Linked DNA regions of Mus musculus: region 1 is linked to region 2. The links are chromatin contacts, called in public ChIA-PET maps. All regions are on one chromosome and are shown on one strand. Each heading gives the region's core, a stretch centred on a gene start, on an enhancer-like site or on the middle of the called end of the contact. The rest is flanking DNA. Distances are from core to core; before and after follow the strand shown.

Region 1 (4,552 bases), core at 1,314-3,813, 630 kb before region 2:
TCCTAGAAAACAATACGCCTTTTATCTTCAAGAACACAGCAAAAATCACATCGAAGAATTTGCAGAACTCAAATCCGGGAAAATCCTGTTGGAGGAAGTGTCAGAAAAAGAAACAGGGACAACCTTGAGGTCCAAGCCGTCCCTTAGAACAGACTAGTTACAGTCCAGCGCCTTCAAGGATGCTCTGAGCCTGCTTCCACCTGCACACCCAGACATTTCTCCCTTGCTCCCTCGGAACAGAACCACCTCAGCAGCCACGGGGGACAATGGGAAAGGATAGGGCAGAGGCCCAGCTGGGCCAAGACTGGTGCCATGCTCACCATGACATGACCTTCACGTGTGTCCGTCTCAGGGCTGCAGTGCTGCAACCCACAGCCAAGTATCTGGATGCCCCCTCCTGCCCAGGGATGCACACACAGGGAACCCTGTCCGTCACACAGAAACACAGATGCCCGGCAGGTTCCGTATTGCCAGCACCCTTGGTCCTTTCCCTGACAGGCTTCAAGTGAGGAGAACAAAGAATGAGAAAGGAGCACCTGCCTCCCAGGCTCACTTGTCTCCTCAAAAGGCCTTTCTTTCCCCAGTTTGACCTTTACAAAACTACACATTTCTACAGACTGTAGGATTCAAGTGAGATTTTTTTTAATCTGAAAAGTGAGAAGAACTCGTTCGTTCGTTTGGAGACTATGGGTTAAAATGCAGAGCGCACCATGTTCTCCTTGGAGAACACTGGCACCCAAGCGTTCTTGCTCTTCACCACAGGAAGCTCTGGGCTCTGGCTGGATTAGCTGCTCTCAAGACTGGGGCCTCCAAATGTTCTCGAGAGTCAAGGTAGGATGACACCGGGCTCTCTTCTGTGTGCCATTCAAACTACACTGTGTCTTCAACATCTCATCACCTCCAAGGAGAAAACCCTGGGGGGGAGAGACAAAGTGCCCTCTGCACACTTGGCCATAAGAGTTTCCCAAGTTTCTCTCTACTTGGACATATCCCATTTCTGAACTTGGGTAGCTTAGGGCCCAATGCTGCCCCACTTGCCCATCCCTCTAGGAAAGCTTATCGACACCATAAAGGCTATGCACACATCCAATTTCTCCTGGAGGAGAGCAGAAAGCCCTGGGATGTCCACTCAGAACCATGATCCTCAGGAGTAGGTCATACTGTCAATCAAAATACACCCTCCGCTCCACCCCGACAGCCAGGAGCAAACAAACATCTATCTCCTTGCAAGCCCTGCCCATCCCCCATATCAACAGCTCCACACCCCCCAAAACATTTATGGGACCTCAATTCCTCCAAACAGCACCATCCAGCATCCTGTAGGCTTGGATAGCCTTGTCTTGGTCCCCACCACTTCCATTAGCAGGCACATTCATTCTTAATCATCTTCCTGGACGGTCCTGGGCCCTGCTAACTTAATGCCCTTCTCTCTTACCCACACTCCTTCACATCACTTTAGAACCTGCCCAGTATTTTCTAGACTCTTCATTCAAGTGTTGCCAAGTCCTAAGCAGGCATGCTGAACTTCTTGCAAAAGCCTCCTCTTCTGCACCTACTTGGGTACCATGCCATCCCCACCCTGTCATCCAGTCCCCTATACTCTTTTGCCCATCCCATCACCCAAGCGTGGCTTTGACTGAAGTCCTTTTTTCTGCAACCAATTATTACAATCCCTTTTCCTCTGCTGCCTCAGGCAGCCACTGTCCATGCCCCAGGTTCCGCCTCAACACCCCTCCCCACCACCTCAACTCCATTCCAAGAGCTACCTTATCTGATCTTCCCTGCCCCTTGGTACAGCTCAGCCTCAAACCCCTCCCCAGCGTCAGTCAACTCACCGGCGCTGCCTGCCCTTGTCCCACTGCTCCTTGGTCCCTTACACAACTCCTCGGTCCTTCAGGCAGTTCTGCCTGCTCCTTCATCCCACAGCGTCCACCATAGGGCCACACCACATCCAGCGCTCTCCATTCCCCATGCCCCTCCTAATGTCTCCTCTGGATCTCCCTATCCCCTTGACCCCTCCTCAGGCCCTGACCGGCCCGCACCGGTTCTCAGCCTCCTCTCCGACCTATTCGATCCCACCTCAGGTGCTGTCTGTCACCCTCTGGCCCCTTCGGGCCCCTCCGGCCCCACCTCAGGCCCCGTCCAGCCCCCGCTGTCCTCTCCGCCCCTGCTAAGCGGCCCAACAGCCCCATCCGGTGTTCTCCATCCCCCGGCAGGCGATCTGCCTTCGCCGCCGTCATCCCGACCCTCCCTTCCGCCTCGCTTCCGCACAGCCGACCCGACACTCACTACTCCTTGAGCAGCACCATGTCGCTTCGCGGCTCGGCGGCTGCCAGCTGCCAGCCCGGCCTCCCGCCCGCTACCCGGTGGCCGCTCTCCCGGTGGCCCGGCCCGGCCCCGCTGCCTGTGCGCCTTCGTCGTGGTCTGCTCTGTCCCCGCTGCTCTCGCTGCGGTCGCCGCGCGGGCTCCTGTCGCCCTGCCCTGGCCTCACCACCTCCCGCGCCTCTGCCGACGCCGCCCGGAGCTCCGGTTCCGCAGCGCCACGCGGGGGCGGGGCGTCTCTGCGGCAACCAAAGCGTCAGACGCAGCAGTGCGCGTTGACCTCACGCGGGGCGGGGCCTTCCCGGGTCCACCCCTCCACCCTTAAATGGGCCGTGGCTCCGGGTCCGTGTCAGCATCTGGGCCCAGGTCTGGTTTGGTAGTCAAGAGGTAAAGAGACATGTTTGGTATGAATACTCTTCTGCATCAGGAGCTACTGTGCCTATATGCTTGGACTTCGCTGGTGGGTGTACTGAGAGCCAAGCATGTCAAAAATAAAATGAGGGAGTTTGAGATTTAGTTCAACCACGAAGCACTTGCCTAATTTGGATTCACCAAGAAACCAAAACCAAACAAGTGTGTATATACTTCCTCTAAATACGTGACTCCACATCTCCACCAGAAAGATACTGTTACTGCCCTCGTTTACAGGCAAGAAGGCTGCATAAGTTAGATTTGCTCATCACAGTGTTTTCATGATGTAGCTGAGATTTGATTTTTTTTTTTTCTTTTTTTCAGACAGGAACTCACTATATAGCTCTGGCTGTCCTGGAACTTGCGCTGTAGACCAGGTTGGCCTCGAACTCACAAAGATCCACCTGCCTCTGGCTCCTGAGTGCTGGGTAGAGCTGAGATTCTAACATAAAATCTTAGTGTCTTCTCATCCACCCACTAACCATTGGCTGTGGGGCTGCTGTGTACCAGAGCCTGTGATATCCTGAATAGAGAGAAGAAGGCTGGCACTATCTTGCCCCTAGGGAGCTGGTAATCAAATGGAGGGGAGGCAGGTGATGGCTGGGGTAGCAGGCACTTGGAAGGAAAGGGGCTGCCAGAGCTAGTGGTACAGGCTAGCTGTCTGGGAATTCCTAGCTGTCTGGGAGCTGAGGCAGAAGGATGGAACGTTCAAAGCCTGCCTGAAAAACTTAGTAAGTTGCTGTCTCATAAAAGCTGAAGAGAGGGTTGGGATGTGGCTCGTCAGAGCACTTGCCTCGTATGCAGGAGGCCCTAGGTTCAATCCCAGAATCCCAGAAAGAGAAGAAAACGGTAGCTTGGCAGCAGGCTTTGGGGTACGGGTGGGAGGTGGAAGTTGTGTTTGATGGGATCACACTGGACAGCACCTGGTGTATGTGAGGAGTCCCTTGAGGGACGGCATCCCAGAGATCCACAAGATGCTGGGGAAGACCATGCACAGCAGAAAGGACACACGTAAGGGCCGGAGTCAGGAACAGGCTGCATTCAGGGACTTGTCCTAGTGTGGTTTTCTGTTGCTGTGATAAAGACCATGACCAAAGGTAACTTGGGGAGAAAAGGGTTTATTACGACTTTGAGACTAGAGTCCATTAGCAAGGAAAAACATTACAGGAACCCGAAGGCAGGAACTGAAGCAGAGGCTACGGAGGAAAGCTGCTGAACTGGCTTGCTCAACCTGCTTTCTTGTACAACCCAGGACCACCTGGCCAGGCACTGTACCTGCCAGGGTGAACTGAGCCCTCCCATAGCAACCGTTAATCTAAAAAAGGCCCCACAGGCTTACCTAAAGGCAAATCTGATGGGAAGGTTTTCTCAACTGAGGTTCCCTCTTCACAGATGACCCCAGCTCACGTAAAGCTGATGAAACAACTGAGGAGCTCCGGACTAGCAGAAGTAACGTAACGGGAACATTGAGTCTGGAGGCTGAAGAGCTAGGAAGGAATAGGTTCCTCCGTGGCTGATGATAGTGTGGGCTGCAGGCCAGGGGAGGGCATCCAGGGGTTTCAGGAGTGCTATGAGATGCATGAGACGGTTTCTCCCTGAATGGTGGGGTCAGGAAGGGAAGAAGAGAGGGCTGGATGGGGCCAAATGTAGGCAGGGAGACTAGGGAAGAGGTAGTGGCAGAAATCCGGGGAGCATTCAGGATAGGGGAAAAACAAAACAAAGCAAAGCAAAACAGGACTTGTTGGCCAATTGGCCAAGAGGGCAACAGGGTGAGAGCAAGGGAGGAAGAAAAGCAGGCCCGGGAGCCTGAGTGAATAGC
Region 2 (4,567 bases), core at 541-3,040:
ACTCACACATACAAATTAATAATAAAGATGTGTTGGGCATGGTGGCAGATCTCTGTGTTCAAATAATCTTTAAAAAAGTAAAATAAAGTATAGTACTATGTTATGAACAACTTCGATAAAATAATATACATAATATAATGTGTATTTCTTTGTTGAAACAGGGTCTCATCGTGTATACTTGGATGGCCTGGAACTTGATACAAAGACCAGGCTGGCCTTGAACTCATAAAGATCTGCCTGCTTCTGCCTCTGTATTGGCAAAATTAAAGGCATGTGTGACCATGATCTGTCAATAATATATATAATAACTGGTTTCACACTTAAGACTACTGGCTATTGACAACCTAGGTTTAGATCCTATCATCCACTTGGTGGCTCACACGAGTGTGTAATTCCAGTTCCAGACACTCTGATGCCCTATTCTGGCCATTCAAACAAAATGCCCATACACATAAAATTCATTTAAAAATATTTAATGGGACTAGAGAAATGGCTCAGATGTTAAGACCCAAATTTGGTTCCCAGCACCCATATTTGGCAGTTAATAACTTCCTACACCTCCAGTTCCAGGATCGTTGATACCTCTTGGCCTCGCCAGCATCTGGACTCATCGTGTGTGTGTGTGTGTGTGTGTGTGTGTGTGTGTGTGTACATATATGTATATATATACATATATATATATATATATATATATATATCCATACCCATATATGCACAACTACAAATAATTTTTTTAAATCTCTAAAAATACTTTTTAAATAACAAAAGTTTAAATACCTAAGAATTGGGGCTGGGAAGACAGGTTAGCAGACAAAGGCTTGCCCTAAGCCTGACAACCTGAGTTCAATCCCTGGGACCCACGTGACAAAAAGAGAGACCAACTCCCAGAAGATGTTCTTGGACCTCCATAGGCACGCGAGCACACACACACACGAAATGGAAAAATAAAAAAGTAATTTAAATTAAGACCCCAAAATTTAAAAATGTGTTTGATTTGTAACCAAATTGTTCTCTGATTACTTTCTCTTCCTCTGAACATTTTAGCTGCTTCATGTTTTCTTCTGAATGCTTTTTTTTTCTTTTATTCTTTTTTTTTTTTTTTTTGGTTTTCGAGACAGGGTTTCTCTATGTAGCCCTGGCTGTCCTGGAACTCACTCTGTAGACCAGGCTGGCCTCGAACTTAGAAATCCGCCTGCCTCTGCCTCCCGAGTGCTGGGATTAAAGGCGTGCGTACCACCCGGCCTGAATGCTAACTTTTAAGCACATTACTGGAAAAGCGCACCACCTCACTCCTTCCTCCTTCAGGATGTATTGTTTATACTTGTTCTGTATGTTACTCAAGTGACTTCTCTTTACAATTACTGTCATTACTATTTCTAAAATGTCTAAATTAAACCAAAGCTTGGAAATTCTGACTGGTATCTGGGTCCGACTTTCCGGATGGTAACTGAAGGTCATGTGGGGTGGAAAGTGGCCTGTGGGTAACAGAACACACACATGCACGCGAACAGGATATGTTGGTAATCTGGCTTCCTGAGACCTAGTAAGTTGTGAGAGTTCTCACCATTACCCTTGGAGAAGATGAAAAAACTAAAGTTGGAAAATGCTGGATTTTTAAAATGTCCCCTCTTAGCATTCTATCTAGTGGTGTCTGGGAAGGGGCACATTTGCCTCCTACACCATTTTACTTGTCTAAAAGTACAAAACAAGCGAATGAACGGAAGCTTCTTCATAGCGTGGAAGCTGGTGTTTGTGGCACAGCTTATGTCACGTCTCAAGCCCAGAAACACGAAGAGTGTGGTTTTGGTGTTTAACCAGCCTCTACTGCACCCTGGCACTGTTTCTTCCCCAGAGAACTTTAGAGGAAAAAAACCAACCTCCTATCTTAAAACCAAAGGCCAGGATAAAAATAAAGCCCTGAAGTGGTTTGGTGACCGAGGTCATAAGGGCTGCCACAGGTCTGAAGGTAGGGCCAGTATGCTCTGAGAAACTTCACTGCAGTCAACCACAGAAACAAAGACCTCAGCCCCACAGTCCAACAGTCTAGGAGGCTGCCTTTAGGCCTGATTTGTTAGGAGCTGCTCCACACAAAGCAGTTTATATCCTTTGAAAACCTCCAATCCTGCTTATAACTTTAACAGCAGTCTAGCTGAACTGTTCCTAGAGCCTATGAAAAGCAGAGCCAACCTGCAGCCTTGTCCTATAGGAAGGAGGCTGCCATGAACTCTCGCAGGCTTATTGCCTAATCTCCACTCATGAAGCAACTTTAAAACTTGATTCTGAGGTGAAGGAGTAGAACATGAGGTTCACACTACAAACTAGAAAAGTGAAATGGGAACTGACATGAAATCAACTCACGGCAACCCTGATGAAAATAAAACAAAACAAACAAAAGGACCAAAGCCAACCAAACATGCAATCCTTACACCCAGGAAACCAACAATTCGTCTTTCTCTACCAGGATCACATAATTACAGAGCAACAAAGAAACTGGGTTATCAGACATGAAACATCTGCTTACTAGCAAACCCAGAGATGAAATTTTTCTCTAACATTCTACACTGTCCAGAGGAAATGAGGGTAAACACTGGTTCTGCTCCTTCATCCTGACAGGAGTTCTGAAACTGCAAACTTAATTTACCATGATCTATGCCCAACAACTAGAATGCACTCCAAAATGTACCATATGACCTGATGTACCATATGACCAGGCTTCAAACCTAAGGCTCTGACCTATAGTTGTCCTGGGTGGCTGGGAGGGGGAGGGCAATGCCTGTGTGCCACCCACACAGCAGCTTTCTTTAACATTATGGCAGTGGCAGCAGCGGCAGCAGCAGTTTAGCACACAACTGTACAAGGGACACTGAAAAGTGAGAGAAATGATGGGTCTGAAGAAAAAATGTCATCTGTATAATTTTTTAAAAATTTAAAAACAAGAAAATTCAGCCAGGCATGGTGGCCCACACCTTTAATCCCAGCATTTGGGAGGCAGAGGATTTCTGAGTTCGAGGCCAGCCTGGTCTACAGAGTGAGTTCCAGGACGGCCAGGGCTACACAGAGAAACCCTGTCTCAAAAAACAAAAAAGAGAAAGAAAGAAAGAAAGAAAGAAAGAAAGAAAGAAAGAAAGAAAGAAAGAAAGAAAGAGAGAAAGAGAGAAAGAAAGAAAGAAAATAAATTCAGAACTCTGTACTATGGCTGGTTCTTTAAAAAGCACAAAACATCCAAGCCAGATCCGCAAATTTTCAAGCAAAAACTATTACTTTCAAACCTTGGGAAGTGACATTATCATTACTGCCATGTTTCAGATGAGGAGGCTGAAGTTCAGCCAGTTATGGACTGGGCCTCAGACCTCAGAGATAACAGCTAATAAAATTAGGACTTAAAATCAGAGATTTTCAAAGCCCAGACTCTTAAATAACCTCTATATTACCTGACTTTGACATGTAAGATACTAAAGAAAATTAATCAAAGTTACTAAAAAACCAGGCTCTTGAGAGATACACTTGATTTGAAAGAAATTATTCACAGAAAGCTCTCCCAAGTTTAGTGATAACAAGAGGAGGAGAAAGGAAGGTGACTAAAAATTGTATATGTATATATAATATATTACCTACTTACTTATTTTAATAAATATGGAACTGTGGCTACTGGGAGAGTTCTTTGGGACTGTGGCTGGTGGTCTATTCACCAATAGATAGCTCACAGCTATGCACCTATGGGTAGTACTAATTAGACTCAATAAAATTAAAAAAAGAAGACATGAAATTGGGGGGAGATATAAAGGGAGAACCCTGGGAGGAACCCTGGGACTTGGAGAAAGAGAATAGAGGGAGAATATAGTCAAAATATGTTGCACACATGAATGAAATTCTGAAAGACTTAAAAGCCACAATATTAAAATTATATTATGAAATTCATGAAATTGGTATATTTGCACAGGCATCATGCTAATCTCAGCATCACTCCAATTTTAGTCTATGTACTACAGAAGCCATACATTTTGATTAAGATATTTTAAGAGATTAAGGCAGCTGGGTCAGCTCAGCAATAAAGCACATGGTTAGGAGACAAGGCCTCTGACTCGCAACTGGTTTGGACTAAGCATCAAAAGCAAACAAATGGAGGTCAGAACTCTGTAGGAGTCTAAAGAGGTCTCCTCTCCACTTAGAACCCAGCTTCCAAACCAAAGCCAGAGTCATGCAGAACAGGCCTCAAATTAATCCATGTCATACTAATTATAATACTATGTTAGTTCAAGATGCTTCCTCATGAGATAGGCAAATAAAACTCAACTGTTTTCTATCAATATGCAAGGCAAGCATTTTAATTTTACGTTGAGTGAGATTTTACGCTATGTACATACTCCAGCTTACCTCACACTAAGAAGAATCCTCCTAAACAGTTGGATTACAGCTATGAATCACAGTACATAACCTTCTATGACAACTGACCTCTTATATGGCTGACCTTGCCTGGACTTATGCTTTCCTATTGTGTGGCTGGAGAAGTTTCTCTTCCATGACAGGAAGGATGCTCTTCCCCCGGAACATTAACTGTGGCACTTTA

The links. ChIA-PET counts read pairs in DNA pulled down with a chosen protein or histone mark.
Region 1: an RNA polymerase II ChIA-PET map of memory CD8 T cells shows a contact between it and region 2, with 7 read pairs. The contact joins the promoter of Pitpna here to the enhancer-like site in region 2. A contact is called at or near these places in 1 of 39 promoter capture datasets (hippocampal neurons), 1 of 484 Hi-C or Micro-C datasets (embryonic stem cells) and 2 of 115 datasets of contacts at active chromatin or transcription factors (embryonic basal ganglia and memory CD8 T cells).

The regions. Positions count from the first base shown.
Region 1 is chr11:75,586,090-75,590,641 of GRCm38.p6, reverse strand. It overlaps Pitpna (phosphatidylinositol transfer protein, alpha), which reads right to left and starts at 2,563. Exons shown (of 12, transcript NM_008850.2): 1 at 2,290-2,563. The coding sequence starts at 2,309. It overlaps 4931413K12Rik (RIKEN cDNA 4931413K12 gene), which reads left to right. Exons shown (of 2, transcript NR_166698.1): 2 at 1-618.
Region 2 is chr11:74,957,379-74,961,945 of GRCm38.p6, reverse strand. All of the region lies in intron 8 of Smg6 (Smg-6 homolog, nonsense mediated mRNA decay factor (C. elegans)), which reads right to left. Among named protein-coding and RNA genes, the nearest start is that of Srr, 34 kb to the right of the region's middle. Within about 2 kb of position 1,790, at least 73 of the 459 cell types and tissues checked have an H3K27ac peak or open chromatin away from gene starts, as enhancers often do. A contact at or near this core is called in memory CD8 T cells, where this site is marked.